Linked DNA regions of Gossypium arboreum: region 1 is linked to region 2. A link is a contact called in public Hi-C data. All regions are on one chromosome and are shown on one strand. Each heading gives the region's core, a stretch centred on a gene start, on an enhancer-like site or on the middle of the called end of the contact. The rest is flanking DNA. Distances are from core to core; before and after follow the strand shown.

What was found. A called contact is a pair of places that touch in the nucleus more often than the background predicts.
Region 1: a Hi-C map of leaf shows a contact between it and region 2, with 4 times the contacts expected there. The contact joins the promoter of LOC108457616 here to the promoter of LOC108457862 in region 2. A contact is called at or near these places in 2 of 5 Hi-C or Micro-C datasets (both in leaf).

Annotation. Positions count from the first base shown.
Region 1 is chr4:104,125,383-104,129,749 of ASM2569848v2, forward strand. LOC108457616 reads right to left here and starts at 1,537. Exons shown (of 2, transcript XM_017756657.2): 1 at 1,069-1,537; 2 at 1-667. The coding sequence starts at 510.
Region 2 is chr4:103,493,421-103,497,676 of ASM2569848v2, forward strand. LOC108457862 (probable ADP-ribosylation factor GTPase-activating protein AGD6) reads left to right here and starts at 2,179. Exons shown (of 4, transcript XM_017757049.2): 1 at 2,179-3,257; 2 at 3,357-3,446; 3 at 3,866-4,256. The coding sequence starts at 2,460.

The sequences.
Region 1 (4,367 bases), core at 287-2,786, 630 kb after region 2:
CATCTTACCCAGAGCATTCTCGGGTCTCTCCTTGAAAACCCACATGTACATATTCTCCATATCGTGTTGAACCATAAAAATATCCAACTTCAGATCTGATTTGTCAAAACCAGAAACACCGTTGCTATCGCGAATAATCTTGCCCTTTGATTTGTCATTCAAAGCAGGCTTAAAGTAAAAGCTAAAGAATAACCAAGCACCCCATATGCTGTCTACCCGCTTGGCAAACTTTCGTTCCGCTTTGGGTGCAGCAAGGTAGCTCTCAATCTCAAATGCTTGTGAACTGAGCCCAACATCCAAAATATCACACTGGTCTGAATTCCATGGCTGTGGGGGAGGGCTACGCTCGGCGGAGAGAGGCAAATTGATATCAGGCGGCCGAGAAAGAACAGTTTGCCTATTCATTTCCAAATCCAATTCATCATGAGAAGAAGCACTTGAATCCATAGATAAGAGGGTGGAAGGGTGATGATTTTCCATTAACAAGGCTGTGAGCAAAGAATCTCCCATTTCAGCTTATCCGGTTGAAGAAGGTAAGTACTGCTGTTGGTGGTTTAATTTTTTCCATTTTTGCCCCCCCGAAAACGAAGATTTCAACAAAACAACAACGTTATGAACACCATCATCATCATATCAGTCACCACATGATCTCCCTTCCATCAAAACCCTAAAATTTATCCATCAGAACAAACAACAATCCGCACAAAAATTCACAGAAATTAACAAAACTATATCAATCCAATAACCCTAACTTACTAAAATACAACAAAAAGAACATTCATTTGAAACAAATATTTTAAAAAAAAACAGAGAAAAAAAATCTCTTCAATCTCTACCTGATTATAGAGAGAGACAGAGATTTTCCTATCAAAAAGCTGCTAAAGAAAGACATTATCTAACACTATCTAGAATCTCCCCAAATCCTCCAAACACAGGTGGGAAAAACTGAATCAAAAACATCAAAAAAAGAAACAATTCTTATTTCTTTTTCCACGAAAAAAAACCAACTTTTTTAAAAAGAAAAGGAATTTTTTCTAGAAGAGAAATGAAGGGATCTTAAAAGTGTACCTTTTGGGATAAGCATCGAGGAATCGAGAAGAAGAGTGACCTCTACGAACGATTATCATGCTAATCTCCACCAAATCATCATCTTCCACAACCTTACAGACCATTTTTTCCCTTTTGTTCCGTACTTATTATTGTTCTTTATCTTCCCTCTATTATACGTTTACACTTTCTCGTTTTCTTCCTTTGTTTTGCCGTAAAGGAGAAAAGAAAAAAAAAAGAGAAATGAGAAGCAAAAAAAAAAACAAGTGAATGAGGAGAGAAACAGAATTGTAAGCAACATCGAAATATAGAGAGGTTTTCGTCAGTAAAAGCCTACACCAGATACCACCGATTCAACTCGCTGTTACTTAACGGTAACGCTACACTTTTTTCCAGTGTCATCTTTTTTAGAGGTCAATACTCCACGGTTCCCTGCAACCAGGTATTACTTATCTTTTTCATTTTCTCTTTTCTTCCCCACCCCCCCTTTTTCCCCCTCTTTTTTTTCCTTTTATTTGAATATTATTTTATATTAATGAAAATAAAATCCTCTCTTTACCATATCATCATCTTTAAAAAATTATATTAATTAATTTTAATATTATACTTGCAAATAGATTAATTTAAACGAAAATTACCTAATTTTTAGATCATTTTAATCTTGAGTGACCAAAAATAAAATCTTTACAATTTTGTCACTCGATTTTTAGGCCATTTTAATTTTTGTCACACAATTGTTAAATCTCTAAAGGCAGCTAACTTATACACATCATATCAAGTTTATACTTTCATTTTTAGTCACCTGACTTCTAAGTTGCTTTCATTTTTGTCCCAAAAAATATCCTATTTCCTAATATTGAGTAGTTAAAAAAATTAAGATTAATGTGAAAAAATGGTAAAAATTAAAAGAATGCTTTAAAAATTATCAAATTGTACTTGTTTATCCCTTGCTGAAAGTTCTAATTTTTTTCAATATTGAAATTTTAAATTTTAAAACATTAAAATCAATTAAATAAGTTATTGAAAATATTTTATACCTTAATAGTGTCAAACGATTAGTTATTATAATATTGAAAATAATTAAATGAATTAATTTAGTCTCCTTTTAAATCTTAAAATTTTATTTTATGTTTTCAAAAACCAACTCAAATAAAACATCTTTACTAATTGTACATAAAACCCAAAATTCTTTTGATTATATGATATCAAGTCTTTCATACTAAGCTAAAAGCAAAAAAAATCCTTACAATTAATCAAATCAATTAATTTTATCTTCCATGGCAAACAAATGCAGAATTTTTCATCATTCTTTTACCCAACGAAGAACAAACAATTAATTTAATTAATTGTAATGATTTTTCTTTTCTTTTAGCTTAACTTAGTATGAAAGATTTGATATTATACAATCAAAATAAATTTAAACTTCACACACAATTATCAAATATGAGTTATCGAGTTAATTTAATTAAAATAATATGAAAAGATAAAATAAAATTTAAAAGAGATTAATTTAATTAATTTAAATATTACAGAACAAATTGGTTAACATTATGTTTTGAAATATAAAATTTTAAGGTATAAAAAAATTCAATAATTTATTTAATTGATTTTATGTTTTAAAATTAAAATTTTCGCAATATGATAAACAATTATAATTTGACAAATTTTAATATATTACTTTTTTATTTTTTTACCTAATCAATGCTTTTAAAAGGAATTTTTTTGTGACTAAAATGAAAAAGACCTAAAAGTTGGGTGACCAAAATTAAAATGTGAATATGATATGACGTGTATAAGTTAACTCGCAAGAGATTTACTAGCTAAGTAACTAAAATGAAAGTACTATGAAAATTGAATGACTAAATTACAATAATTTCATTTTAAATGACCAAAATAAAAGTACCTTAAAAATTAGTAAACTAATTTACCTTTAATTTAATTGGTTTTAATAATAAGTAACATCACATTGTATAGAGATTTATAAGTAATTGATGAATATCTTTTGAGATCTTTTATTTTGTTGTTTTCTTCACTTATTTTGATAAATTTCGTGGATTTGGTCGATAAATGGTTAAAGGCTAATGAAGAAAGTGTTTCCACTGTTCCACTCTTTTTTAATGGTGGGTGTGCCTATCAATCCTATCTCACATATGTAAAGGCAACTCACCAAAGATTATAAATAGAGGCAAAGTAAGGAATTGTGGAATGGAATCAACATGAAATTTATTTTATAATTGAATATTTAACATGCAAGGGAATATTTTCATTTATAAATAATAAAAATTAGGAAATAAAGTAATAATGAAATATTTTTGGTAAAAATATTATGAAAGTATTTGTACTAAGAGTTAGATTATGGTTTTATCTCTCCACTCAAAAAAATGAGTAAATTAATCTATATATGTTAGATCATAAACAGACAGTGACATGTGACGTGTCATGCATACCCCATGCATATATATATAGACTAGTTTTTAATAGTAAAATTGATTAAATTTATTAACAAAATAATCAGTTTACTTTTTGATCTAACATATATAAATAAATTTATCTATTTTAAGTAAAAGATAAATTACAATCGACTTCTAATATTTATTTTCTAACTAAAAGAATCAATATATATATATATATATATATATATATATGGTTTAGGTTTAAAACAGATTTAAAAGTGGTAGATGACATGATATGTCATTAAAACTAGACAAATATTTTATGTTTCCACTTATCTAAGAAAAAAGGAAAATTGAGTTTTGCTTATATGCAAAAAAGTACAGTTTTAAATATCACATTCCTTATATAATAAAATGTCCCAAAGTTTGCCTCAGATATCACCTAGTTAAGGGTTTTTGCTTTGTTCATTCCTGTTGTTTTGAAAACAATGTATCCGTACGAGGAAAATGGAAAGTGGGGCCAATGCTACTTAATATAACAAATTTATTATCTATAGGGAGAGCTATGGATGCCCGCCTATAATCTCCGCAAGGTATTTGATAATTTGACTTTGTTCATCGTCGGTATACGGGGAAGGCAAAGTCTAAGGCCGGCTAGATCTATAACATTAACCACGACAACAACAGCACAATTTGTGCTGTTATCACACATGCAAACTTGTTATAAACTATAAACTATACCTTTTAATAAATAGTAATTTTTTTAAAGTAAATTTATTAATTCATTCAATGAATGAAATCATATAATTCAAAAAAAAAGTAAATATTCGTTGTAAATGATGAAAGATAAGCTTCATCATAACAATAAAGATTTTAGCCTTAGCATGCCATTTTAGCCTTAGCATGTTAATGTTAGAGTTGTGTGAC
Region 2 (4,256 bases), core at 929-3,428:
ACTGTTAGAAACTGAGGCCACCCGATTAAAGGCGCCACCTCAAGAGGCAAAAAAACTATTATTCACAAATATTGATAGGGTTGATGATGATAGCTTTGGAAACTGGGGCTCTACAAAGCCCAAAGTATTATTTGGAATCCTGAACTTGATTTATGGAAAGGTTTAATTTTCCAAGGTAAGGTAAGGTAGAATTGAAGAGAGTCGTGCGATTATACTCTATTAAGCGACACTAGAAGTATGAAAAGGTGGGGAAAAAATATGGTCTTTGATGTGTAAAAAGACACCTTGAAAATGGATGCAAATGGAGGTTTCATGCAAAAGTCATGGATTATACTAATTTGTTGTAGTTTTTTGTCTAAGGAGATGCCAAAAATAAATTTTTTAAAAAGAGTTTTTTAAATCAAATAGGTAATCAAACAAGTTAAGTCGTTGATTTATCAATTTAACCTTTATTGAACTAATTAAAAATTCTTAAAAAATGGTTCAATTGTTTTTTGTTTGGTTAAATCATCTTGATTACCGAATCAATTAATTTAGAACTCTTCTATAAATCGATACTCCTATCGATTTCTAATCCAATCGATCCTATCTGGTTCAAATAACTTTAAAGAAAAAAAATCACAAAACATAAATTATTTGATAAGTAAGTTTGTTATTATATTATAATATTTAATACTTTCTTTTGGCACAAACATAAGGCTTGTATAAAAAAAAAGAGAGAAGAAAACTATGGTGTAATTTTAAGCAAATATTTACTTCATGTTTTAAATGAATATATATAGATTAAGATATATGTGATGTAGAATATGTAAAATTGGCATGAAGATAAATCCATTTTTCTTGCTTTTTGAACTACTTGTTGTCACCAAACTCATTGCTTTATATACTTCATTTCCTTGTGTGAAATCCGAGTTAAATTAGAAAAGTAATTATGCTGTACATGTAATAAATTTTGGTTGATTAATATTTTATTAATCTTTTCTTGACATAATATTAATATTATTATTCATAATAATATTTTAGTGTTTTACCTATTTAATACAATTATGGCTTGTTTACCGATAGGGAAAATGATGCAAGTTGTGGTAATTCTTATTTTTAGGGTTGGAGATGATGGAAATTAAGATTCAGATTCAGATGCCAATTTCACTTATTGATGCATTTTCTAAATATTTTAATTTCTTTTCGCTTTTCATATTTAAAATAATCAATCAACCATATAAATAAATTATTGAATAGTAATTCATTGATAAAATCAAAATATAATAAAATTAATTTATTAAGTTATTATAATTTTATGAAAAATTTGAGGCTAAAAATATTAAAATAAGTGATTTTACAAAATAAAAAACAAAAATTTTATAGAAAAGACAATATAATAAATTTATTTTAAGTAATCTTACATCTGTGAACTAAATATATATTACGAATCAAACCAAATAAACTCTGCTTGAAAAAATTATACAAGTTGTTTATTTTAAATTATATATATATATATATATATATGAAAGTTAACTATTCACACAAATTGATTTGAATTTACATGTCGACTTAGTATTCGTACTTATACATGTTCAAGATTTTTTAAATAAATCTATTTATATATTAATTATATTATTTTGAATAATATAATTTAATAATGGGTGCATATTTTAAATAGGATAGATCTTAAATTTATACATGAACTTTGATTTAATGTGTAATTTTATATATGAACTTTAATTTGGTACAATTATATATGTGAAATAAATACATTTAAAGAAATAAATACATCAATTTTTTAATATTAGATAAATATAATTATTTATGTATACAATATATAAACATAAAAGATGTTATATTAATAACGTGTTAATAATTTATAAAAATTGGATCAAATTAAAATTTCATGAATAAAGTTATACAAAATCAAAATTCATATATACAATTTGCACATTAAACCATAGTTTATGTATAGAAATTTATCTCAAAATATTTTTACCTATTACAAATAAAAAATAAATTAAAAATAAGATTTAAAATATTTCTAAAAATTCATATAGAATATAATACATAAAATATGAATAAATAATTATGATAAATTTAATTTTACATTGTATTATTTATTTTAACTAATTAAAATATTTTTTAAAAAATAAAACCCTAGCGAAGTGGGATTAATTATAGTTTTAAATAATAAAAAACCCCCTCAAAATCGCGTATTTCAACAACAAAGAGGACACCACACCAGCAGTCAATCTCAACCTTTCCCCCCTAAAATATGTTTTAACGGTGTCGCTGATCTCCTTCCTCCCCAATAAATTTTAGCCTCCCATTATTATTTTTGTTATTTTTTTTCTCATTTTTTTCTCTTTTTAGACCATTTTCCTAGATTTTGTTTTATAGACCCATTTCTCTGAATTCTTTTTCGATCTAATTCCTTTTTCTTTCACCGAATCCGATTTAGATCGGATTCAAAAATGGCGGCAACGAGACGGTTACGCGACCTCCAATCGCAGCCAGGTAACAGAACTTGCGTCGATTGCAACCAAAAGAATCCCCAATGGGCTTCGGTTTCCTACGGTATTTTCATGTGCTTAGAATGTTCCGGGAAACACCGTGGCTTAGGTGTCCACATTTCATTCGTCCGATCCGTTACCATGGATTCATGGTCCGAGATACAAATCAAGAAAATGGAATCGGGCGGTAACGAGGAGCTCAATGCTTTTTTGGCTCAATACGGGATTCCGAAAGAAACGGATATCGTTACCAAATATAATTCTAATGCTGCCAGTATTTATCGCGATCGTATCCAAGCCCTAGCTGAGGGCCGCTCATGGCGGGATCCACCTGTTGTGAAAGAGAGTCTCAACGGAGGTTCTGGTAGTAGAAAGCCTCCGTTGAGCGGTGGAGGTAGCAGGGGCAGTAATTATGCAAATAATAATGAAGGGTGGGATAGTTGGGATAATGACGATTCTTTTAGATCTTCGAATGATATGAGGAGGAACCAATCGGCGACTGATTTTAGAGGAGGGAATAAACATGGGGGTGCTCCGATGAGGTCGAGGTCCACGGAGGATATATACACGAAATCCGAATTGGAGGCTTCGGCGGCTAACAAGGACAGCTTTTTTGCGAGGAAGATGGCAGAGAATGAATCTAGGCCTGAAGGACTACCACCTTCTCAAGGAGGGAAATATGTTGGGTTTGGATCGAGTCCTATGCCTACCCAGAGGAATGATGATTCTCAGGGGGATGTGCTCTCCGTTGTATCTCAGGTTAAGAAATTATTTCTTTATAATTTTTTATGAAATTGGTGATTTCTTTTTATGATAATAGATACTTATTGTTATTCGTTGAATTTGTCTTTGGTGCAGGGGATTGGGATGTTATCATCAGTAGCTGCATCCGCAGCCCAATCTGCTGCAAGTGTTGTCCAAGCAGGAACGAAGGAGTTCACCTCCAAGGTATTTATTTTATTTTATTTTTTTTGTCTTTTTGAATTTGGATTTTGAGTTCTATTACGACGGTTTTCCAAGTTGACATTTTCATTTACTTATGACATATTCTCTGCTGTTGAATCTGTATTATCTATGTTCGAATGCGAATCTTCCAAACTCCAAACGAAATAGGAAAATAACTTTCACTCCATTTAACCTACTATTCAGTTGATTACTTAGCTACTAGTTTGCTTTTTTTTTTTTTTTCTGTGCCCTTTTAAATGTTCAAAAACATGTTGCTGTTTTTTTGGCATTTCATTTGGCTGAGCTGCTGATGTTATAGTATAACATGATGGATTTGCTTCCTCGTATTTCTATTTATAAAAATATGGTATGTGGATTTGGAGTTACATATGCTGGGGCATGATCACCTTTTCTTTTTGCAGGTTAAAGACGTTGGCTATGATACCAAGGTTAACGAAACTGTCAGCGTTGTCACTGCAAAGACAACTGAGATTGGCCATAGAACATGGGGGATCGTGAAAGGAGTCATGGCATTAGCTTCACAAAAGGTTGAGGAGTACGCAAAAGATGGCATGAACTGGAAAAATGATAACTGGCCGCAAAATGAAAGTGAGAAGAATGGACATCATCAGGGCTCTAACCAGGGGAATAAAGGATGGAATTCTACTTCTGGAGGACAATCCTCCTCTGGTGGGAATTCTAACTCTTGTACCTCTAGTTCTTGGGATGACTGGGACACTAAAGACAACAGGAAGGAAGGTACTACAGAGGTGACGACTTCTCATAGCAATGATGGTTGGGCTGGTTGGGACG